2 separate regions of the Anas platyrhynchos genome follow, and region 2 is linked to region 1. A link is a contact called in public Hi-C data. All regions are on one chromosome and are shown on one strand. Each heading gives the region's core, a stretch centred on a gene start, on an enhancer-like site or on the middle of the called end of the contact. The rest is flanking DNA. Distances are from core to core; before and after follow the strand shown. Region 1 overlaps TTC7B (tetratricopeptide repeat domain 7B). Region 2 has its middle 8.3 kb from the start of CALM1.

Region 1 (5,024 bases), core at 1,660-4,159:
GCAGAAAAATACCAGAGCTGTACTCCATTCAGGAGTACTACTGTGTGGTAGCTACCTCCACCCCACCTCTGGGTGAGAGATATCCGAGCAGTACTGAATCCTGACCTATGATAATCAAGTTTCTGAAGTTCTGCCTCATGTGTATTCACTTGGCTAGTCTACTCTGTGCTGTTTTAATGGACACAGTAGCAGATAACTTTTCATCAGGCCACTCTTCCATCATCTTTTACCCAAGACAACGCGTTAGACATCAGAGCAGACAGCTGCATTTGCTGCCAGAAGCCAGAAAAAAGTCTCTTTTCCCCCCTCTCACCAAACTACCAGCCCATTAGCTTTCTGGTCTTTATGAGACACAGCAGTTCTGTATCTCGTAAGTTCTCAGATACAGGTTCACATAACTAACAAACAAAAAACAACAAACAGCTTGGTGGATAATGCATTCAGACACACTTATTCTGGAGAAATTGAAGTGTCAGTAAGAATTTTCCTCTTCTGATTTTTTTTTCTTTGCCACATCTTATTTTTTAACAATAAAAAATGTATACATGCGTATGTTTATGTAAACATGTTATGTTTATGTATGCCCCCATATATTTGTATGCATACATACATAAACACATACACAAATACATGCACACACTCCAGAGTTCAGCAAGTGTTTAAGGACCTCACTTCCTCTCCAATTTTCCAATTCCATTTCCTCTCCCCACAATTGCCACTACTGCTTTTCCTCTTCTCCTTCTTACTAGCCATTAGTAGATAGAGCTCCAACAAAGCTTAGCCTGAACCTGACCTTGGGCTCTTTTTGCACCTCATTTCATTCGTACACACATGCTGAATCTCCCTTTGCTGTGAAGGACAGAAAAATGTACTTTCTATGTTTTGCAAGGGTAAGAGTGCACAGGCACAAAGCAGGCCATTTCTGAGGGCTTGCAGTAGTCTTAATTGTCTAGGCATAACGTGTTCAATTAAGTACCTTGAAACAATTGCAGAAGAATAAACAACATTTCAATTCAAGCATCCTACTTAATCCTTCACCTCTGTTACAGAATGTAAAATTCAGAGTAAAAAGGGAAGCATTTGTGGCAGTCCTACCTTAAGTGAGGAAAAAAATGTAGCAATTAAAAAAAAATAAAAGTAACAATAAAAAGTAGAGCAATTAAAAACTTCCATTAGTTTTTTTCTGCCTTACAGCTTTGTCAGGCAAGCATATCAGTGCCTGACCACTACAAAACAGGATACCAATATCCTGATGACTACAAATGCAGTGGAACTGGGTTTGCCCAAAAGTGGATTGAAATTAGGGAACTGAAGCGGGTATTTTTACAGCCTCTGCATGTTGCCATGCTGAGCAGGGCAGCCAGGCTGATGCACGCACACAGGCATTTCTTGGGAACATGGTGATCTATTCATGACTGCCAAAGAAATAAAAGCTAAATACTTAGGAAACTTCAGATATTCAGATTATCCTTTAAACCACAAGTAGAAATACAAGTCACAGCAAAGGACAAAATCTATTTAAAAATAACTTGTACTTAGTTGGTAGTAACTACAAGTCTCCAATCACCTCTGAAGAAGCCCTTCACACTGAAAAGTTTTATAAACCGCTCTTAAAAGTGGAAAATAGAAATTCTGAGGAAGGGAGTGAAGGGGAGGGAAGGAGAAGGGGGAAGAAGGGGAGAGTTAACTGTACTACTGCATATTAATGTTCGCTATTTAGCTGTCAGTTACTCTAAATGTTTCTAAACTTTGAATATTGAATTTAAGACCACTCTGAGACTTCAGACTTACTCTAGAACACACAGGAGATGACAAACTTACAACCCTGGGAAGAAGGGATATTAAATTCCATTAATTACCCATTCAAAAATAAAACATTGTAGAAAAAAAAAAAAAAAAAAAAAAAAAAAAAAAAAGGCAAAACCATGCAATTCTGGAAATGAGCAGAGCAAAAGGAAAAAAGCAGTAGTCAGCTAGTCTGCCCATGTAAGCTGAAATCCAGTCACCCAGTAAAAGTGACCAAAGCAGTGAAGTCTGATCAAGATTAGATCAGGTGTGATACAACAGATTTCAGTGTTTAAGTAGAAAACCTGAAATCAGAAGCAACAATTAAAAGCACATCTAGGCTGCAGACGTGCCTTTTCTCCCTTTCTTTTTTTAAAAGCCGAATCTACAAGATATTCCAGGGTAGAGAAGAAATTAAGGCAAGACATGTATTTACTATTTTCTAATCAATTAATTTCATATCAAGTAAACTGAATAATACCAATCCTTTCCGCAAAATTGGTGTCTTTATATTTCAGCTGCTCTATATTCTTAGGAGGCCAAATAAAACAGAGCCAGAAGAGTTGAGCTCTGAGAAAATATTCAATTAACTTATTGGGATTCCTTGGAGATAAGCAAATCTATGCACTTACAGTTGATCAAGACCAAGACTACATTTTCATAGGAAGAAAGTGACAAATTCAACAGCCATCTTCACAGATGGGTGAAAGGGAAAGCTGAATGGAAGGTTATTGACAAAAAAACAGCAACAACAAAAAAACTCACAACCCACACACAGACGGCACATGAGAGACCTGAGCAAGTTTATGACACACATAAAAACTCCCCACATCCTTCCCTTTCCATTTTCAGTGGAAACAGTTACCCTCTTCAAAGACCAGGAACAATCTTTGAACAGTTATCAGTGAATGCTATTGAAGTCTCTCCTAAATTGTGTTTGCTAACTTTGACTCTTCTCTTGCAGTAACAAACAGTATGTATGCATGTCAAACCCAAATTTAAACACAGCAGACCAAAGCAAACATAGTCAGACAGGAAATTCTCATAAACCTATGGCATACAAACTGCCACTTTCCTCAAAACGTTAACCCAGCTCACAGCCCATGAACAAGTTTTCTAAACTGAGGTGGTACTGCCACCTTAAGACACCAGGCCAGCATTACAATTTTCACAATCCTGTATTAATCAAAAAACATTTTCTGAAATTTAAAAAAGATACATATTCTGTGAAGAAGATTTCTAAAAATTAAACTGCAAAAGAAAAACATTGCTTTAAGTCCTTTTCATTTATCATGATTACTTTACTCGATTAAGTAACAATTTAGGTTTATTCTAGTTTAACATAACCTAGGCTATGCATCTTAACATTCAGTACGTAGCATTGTGAATCAACGTTCTTCAATTTTGTCCACAGCAACTGAAGAACTGCACTACTTTTGTAACACAACTTTCAGGAACAGTGCCAATACTTCTAGTATCTTGCCAAAGTTATTGGACATTCAGATACTGAAGGACTTTTAAACACACATAAAAATTTGACTGGGTAACAGCAGGGTTAAAATGGAAATTCTAACAGAGGTAAGAGCCTTGTCAACCTAGCACAAGCTCTGGTTATTTTAAAGGAAATAAGCCATCTTCTTACTCATCTGCACATGTGGCACTGTATCACCGTGTTGACTATATGTATGCCAACAGTTTCTTTCACTTTGGACAAAATGTTGATTCACTTTTTAAAACTATTTCTAACATTATTATACGGGAAAGTGCAATCTTACCTTTAGTAGAATATGCTTCAGCAATCATCCGTAACCTATATGGCGGCACAGCAGCTAGCTGCAAATCATCAACTCCAACTCTGGCATATGTATTCAGAGCTTCTTTGTAATCACCTTCCACATAGTTTAGCTTGGCCATAATCAAGTTAGCTTCTTGTAAGAATTCTGGCTAGAAGGAAGAGGAATAAGAAAGGTTTTGTTCCTCAGGAAAAAAAAAAATAATAATAATCTATCAAACCTGACAATTGTTCGGCATGTTTTCTGCATATACTAACTGTGGAAGCCCACAGTAGATACCTTGTGAGAGAGCAACTAATCACCAAAATTCTATCATGTTATATTTGGGAAGCTTTGGGGTAGGGGGTGAAGCCACATAATCATTCTCCAGCAAGCTATTGAACAGCATCATCAGTCATTTTTCATGTTCGTATGTTTGTTTACGCATGCACCAATAATACCTCTCAAGCAGCAGACAGCTTTGCCAGGTAACAAAACTATTTAAAGACAGCCTATCATTACAACCCCTCCAATGATTTTTTCTTAACACCATAAGTATAGTTCAAAATAACAGTGTCAAATCTTAAGATTGTATTCCACAGCCTATATATTTAAGGTGCACAATTTCAAAGCATCAGGGTAGGGGAAACACTCTTCTCAAGGATAAACCTTACTTTTTGTCCCCAAACATAACTTCAGAAGTCTTTCCTGCATACTTATGAGTCCATTACAGAAATTTGTCAAGTATTTTGTGGTTTTATAACCACATATTTCTACCTGATGTACTCCAAAGAATAATTTATTTATATATAGCAAAGACTTCACTTAAGCATTTCATAAGTTGGTGACAATTTTCTTGTTCTTGTAATGAAAGAAGATTTGAGAAATTTATCTGAACAAAAATCCATGAAGAAACAAAAAGACATGAAATAGCATAGCACTGATGATGTTCTGGGACTAACAATAAATCCACACACAAGAACTTTCCACATTCTTCTCCACAATTAGCAGCACGCTGCTGTCCATTTCACATTTTCTAATTCTTGCTCAGACTGACTGACTTACCTTTAGGTTTCCTCTATCAAGTGCTGCTGTGAGATGTTTCCTGACTTCAGTCAGCTTTGGCCTAGGGCCCCGTGGACTGCTGTTCTGTTTAAGAGCATTTTCCTTCAGAAATTGTTCTAGTTTGGACTCTCCGAGGAGAAGTTCTGCCATGTCATCTGTAAATAAAAACATACACATGAAACATAGAAATCAGTTTATTTCACTAATGTTTTGGTGTAGACACCACTGCCTCCACTGAAAATTTTCAGATCTAAATTTTAAAAACAAACTAAACTAAACAAACACACAGCCAATTACTCGGGTTTAACATGTCACATGGGTTCTTCATTTTACTTCTCAATTTATCTTTTATATGCATATCATTGTAGAATTAAGTCTGTTACATTCTAGACTGTAACAAAT
Region 2 (4,576 bases), core at 605-3,104, 250 kb before region 1:
TCCTACCCATTTCCTTTCCATTTGTTAAGACCTCAAACTGTTTTAGACCTAAGATTTTCTAAAATGATTTTTTCAAAAATGCTAGCATACTTTAAATGACCAGGTAAGAAATGGAATGAGCTTGCAATCTCGCTTTTATGTTTCACTTTAGCAAACCCTCACTCATAAATGTTATAATTATAATTACATAGGCATATAATTTTCCCATAAAGGTTTCATTCCACTTGTTCCACTTGGCTGGGACTACAAGTGAAAGTGCCTAGATTGTTTTTAATATTTTGAAAGAATTCTTTTGGAAAAAGACAGTAAGAAGTGTTCATGCCAGCAGGAAAGCAGTTTGTACTCAGCAAGGCTGTGAAAAGGAAATCATGATAATTTTAAAATAAAAAGTGTTCTACTTCCTAGTGAGCAAATGGAATAAAGGAAACAAATTAACACGGACTTCAACTCAAAATTCTTCCAATAGCACATCAAGAATGTTATCCTGAAAACTGTAGTTAGGAAGAAAACTTTCACTAGAGTCAAGAAATTGGGCCATTATGTTCATATTCAAATCTGCGAATTTTCATATGTAAACATGTTCTTTAATAATTGCTTAGCAATGAAACCTTATTTAAAATACTGTTCCCTGACACATTCACAGACTTCTTGCTGACTCACTCTTCAAGAATGGGATTTTGAAAGAGAGCAACGAAACACTCCAGTAACAAAAAATGAAGAATTTAGATAGCATTATGAGCGTCTGTAACCTACTTCCACGTTTAGATGGATATTGTATCTAGCCCTGCAGATGTGCCAGGAATCTTTTACTGGTTTGAAACACCCATCATTTTTAAAGCAGTCTTGTAAGCCTCCTATTCATGCAGAGAAGGCTTTGCTGTTCATTCGCTTGGGTTTGGTGTATTGATGCTTATTTCAATTAGACATGAACAGAAATCCCACCCGAGTGGTGACAGCGTGTCCGCCCCAGACTGCAGCTTGTGAGGCAAGGAGGCTGAGGGGCTCCTGGCAAGGGCTCGGGGGCTCCTGCCAAGGGCTGAGGAGCTCCTGGCCAGAACTGAGGAGCTCCTGGCCAAGGCTGAGGGGCTCCTGGCCAAGGCTGAGGGGCTCCTGGCCAAGGCTGAGGAGCCCAAAGCACCCAGCAGCATCCAGAAGTCTCAGGCGGAGGCAGGGCAACGCCACATGCCCCTGCACAGCTCTTCACTTCGGGTCTAATTTTACAGAAGCATCTCCTCGTGTTGAAAGATTTTGCAGCATTTCAGCAAGATATTTAAGAGATCACTCGTCACTTTATCGTGCATATCCTCCTCCAACTGTCACTCAAACTGTCGCTTTGAGCCGCAGTCCAAGAAACACTTCTTGCACTGATAGTGGAAGGGCAGAATAAGCAAATTCGTTCTGCCACATTTTGTACCTCCAGCACCCCGTGTGCCAGAGAAGCGACGAGAAACGAGGCTTTGTCTTTCTGCTGCCTCTTGATACAGCAACCCGGCCCTGAAGAGATAACCGACGGAGGAAAAGCGCCTTCCTGCCAGCTCTGGCTCACTGAGCCAAGCAGGGGCTATTGCTGCGGGCAGCAGCAGCAGGAACAGGAGGGAAACGTAGCGCTAGGGCTGCTGATACTGCCAGGGAGGGTGGAAAGCACCACGGGCCTCGCAAAGCTCTGGGGCTGGGGCTGGGAGTGGGGCTGGGGCACTGACAGGAGTACAGAGGGGGGCACTGACAGGACAGGCAGCGCGCGGCCGCCGCCATTCCCGCCGCTCCCCCAGCAGCCCGCCAGTCCACGCACTCCAGCATCTCCACTTGACGCATTGCAGGTACAGCGCGGCCAATCGGAGGGCTCGGCTCTTCCCAGCTAACCATTGCAGAGCCCCGCTAGCCAATCGGGCGGCCCCTGACAAACCGCTGCCTCAGGAGCCTCAGCACCGCTTCCGTCGGGAGGCGCCGTGCCGGAGCCCGGTAACCTTCCGCGGAGGGATATAGACCCTGCCGCCGGGGAGGGCGCGGGGAGCGGCGGGCGGTGGCCGGGTGCCCGCTGCCCCCGGGGCCAGCCCCGGCCGCCCTGGCGGTGCTCCCGGTGCCGTGGCCGCTGCCTCTCCCTGCCTGGCGCTGTGGGAGCCGGCAGGGCGTGGGGTGCTGCCGCCGGGCCGGCTGCCCTCTTTTTTTTCCCCCGGGCAGCTAACGCCCTGTGCCCCGGCACACAGCCCTGCCCGCTGTCTGCAGGGAGGAAAAAAATAAAATAAAATAAAAAAATAAAAAATCCTCACAATTCCACACGGGAGGTTGCAGGGCGGTTTGGAAAAAGCAAAGGGTGCCGCGCTGTGCTGCCCGGGCCCCTGCTGCGGGCTGAGCTGCTGGCGGCCAGCGGCAGTCCCCGTGTGGGGACGGGAACCCGGGGAGCCCAAGCACGGCGCCGAGCCCCAGCCTCCTTCAGACGGCTTTGAAGTGGCTGCCGAGGCGCTGCGGGGCTGCCGGTGCCCAGCCGGCAGCGGGCACGCTGTGGGGAGGCAGCAGGGAGCCGGGCAGCGTCTCCCCGTTAACGCCACACACCGGGCACAGCGCCTCCGGGCAGGGCCTGCCGAGCTCCCCTCACAGCGGCTGCTGAGGGGCCGCCCGTGTCCGGCTTGGATCAGCTGCAGCTGTGGAAGCCCCCCAGACACCCACCGTTTCTCCTCTGTAGCCTTCTTTTGGGGTGTTTGGTTCAAAATCCAGCCCCCTCCCCATCCCTGCAGCTCAATAATGAACTGGCTGTGTTTTGATGCGCGCGTTCAGGTGCAGCTGAGCCTCCGTGCCAGTGCAACGCTGCGGCTGTGGCCTGGGATGGCGGTGCCAGGCCCCTCATAACCTGCACAATGCATATAACATATATACAATATATACAATAACCCACACAAGGGCCTAGCGATGGGGTCTGAAGGGGATCTCTCCCTGCAGGACCTTCCCAGCCATGCTGGGGGCTGAGGGAGCGGTGCGAGGATCTCGGGGCAGCTGAAATTCTGACGATAATGTTTTTGCAAGAATTAAGCTAGGTGAATACTTGGCACCCATGGACCCATCGCAGAACAGAGTTCATTTTTTTTGCAGAAGCCTGTGGGCCAGCAGTATGTCCCTGAGGAGAGAACAAGATGAGACAAACTAAAGAAAGAAGTGGGAGGAGGAGTAGGAAGATATCTATGTTTAAGTGATTTAACCCCATAATAATAATAACAAAATAGTCTATTTTGAGTCTTTTGCTTTTTTGCTTATTTGATGCTGAATATCTTGTTTCAGTTGCATATTAGTTAAGGAGATTGGTGCTCTGTAAGCACCTAAAATAGAATATGGAGATAGAGACAGCAGAAGCAGAGTGGATGCCAAAGTGAAATGATCTGGAGTGCTGAGCACTGCATCAGCCCACACACAGGCCCACCCCAAGGATAGTGATGCAGAGAAGTCTTAGATGGTGCTCCCTGCTTGGAAAAATGATGTCAGTATTGGCAGACCCAAAACTAAACTGAAGGCTAACCAAAATAAACTCATTAAATGTACTTCCCTTCTATATAGCATAAAAATCCCGTTCTCGGTGCAATGCACCTTTGTGTTAGGCTTGTGCTCTGTAACAACGCTGCTGACAGCTTCACAGCCAGCACATAACAGTGCACTTACTAAATATAAGTACTTCATTAGCATCTAGCATACTTCTGCTACCACAAAAATAATAACAAATAGCCACACTGGGGGAAGGCCAATGCCGCTTGCCAGGAGAGGTGTGCACGCAGTGCAGACCTGGGACAGACCAGAGTTTTAGGCATATTCTTATTTCACAGAAGCTGACGGCCTCAGAATAAGGCAGGCAGAAGAGAGATTTAATTAGGCAGCTGATGTGAACTGTGCCCTCACAAAAACGTTGGGAAGAACAGCAGGCCCCATGACACAGCTCAATTTTGCTGGCTTACAAAGAAAAACAGGCTTTCTCTTTTGGTACCATTATCTGCAATTTCAGCGACGTGCTGGGGCCTTTTAGGATGGAGGTTCATGAATACTTTGAGGATCAGACATTTTAGGAGGCTGGACTTCACATGTGCTAACGCCCCCAAATGTAGAACCCCAAGTTCTAGAAAAAGAACTGAATTAAGGGGAAGTATCAAAGAAAAACCTTAACATGGAAGAAAGAGCCTGCATTTTGGAGGCATCATATATTCCTGCCATTTTAAAAATTCTCTTCATTAAAAGACTTTAAAGAAAATGAGCCTGCAGCAGAGGATTTCCTAGGCCATGCCAGCTTCCCAGGGGAGAAGCAGTCTGTTGATTCTCCAGCAATAGGTTGTGGATATTATAGTTTATTTTTACAGTTTCTCAGAACTGATAGTAGAAATACATTTTTTCTTCAAGGTTCTTGAAAAACTTTGTTCTTTCTCCCCCCTAAAATTAATGACTGATCAGTTGATGAAGTCATTTCATTATCAGGTGGGTTTATTAGTGATGCAGGCACAAACAACATAGTTATCCAAAGAAGTGTAGGGATTCCACAGCTTTCTCCATGTACTTAAGCAAATGAAGAGTACACTTGCCAAGGATGCTGGCTTCCAGCATCTGC

The links. Hi-C and Micro-C count contacts between places; a contact is called where the count stands out from the background.
Region 2: a Hi-C map of subcutaneous adipose tissue shows a contact between it and region 1, with 2.2 times the contacts expected there. The contact joins two enhancer-like sites. A contact is called at or near these places in 2 of 8 Hi-C or Micro-C datasets (F5 follicle and subcutaneous adipose tissue).

Annotation. Positions count from the first base shown.
Region 1 is chr5:17,386,151-17,391,174 of IASCAAS_PekinDuck_T2T, reverse strand. TTC7B (tetratricopeptide repeat domain 7B) reads right to left here. Exons shown (of 20, transcript XM_038180036.2): 2 at 4,623-4,777; 3 at 3,561-3,729. Among named protein-coding and RNA genes, the nearest start is that of TTC7B, 21 kb to the right of the region's middle. Within about 2 kb of position 2,909, at least 1 of the 8 cell types and tissues checked has an H3K27ac peak or open chromatin away from gene starts, as enhancers often do. A contact at or near this core is called in subcutaneous adipose tissue, where this site is marked.
Region 2 is chr5:17,631,674-17,636,249 of IASCAAS_PekinDuck_T2T, reverse strand. No RefSeq gene overlaps it. Among named protein-coding and RNA genes, the nearest start is that of CALM1, 8.3 kb to the right of the region's middle. Within about 2 kb of position 1,854, at least 8 of the 8 cell types and tissues checked have an H3K27ac peak or open chromatin away from gene starts, as enhancers often do. A contact at or near this core is called in subcutaneous adipose tissue, where this site is marked.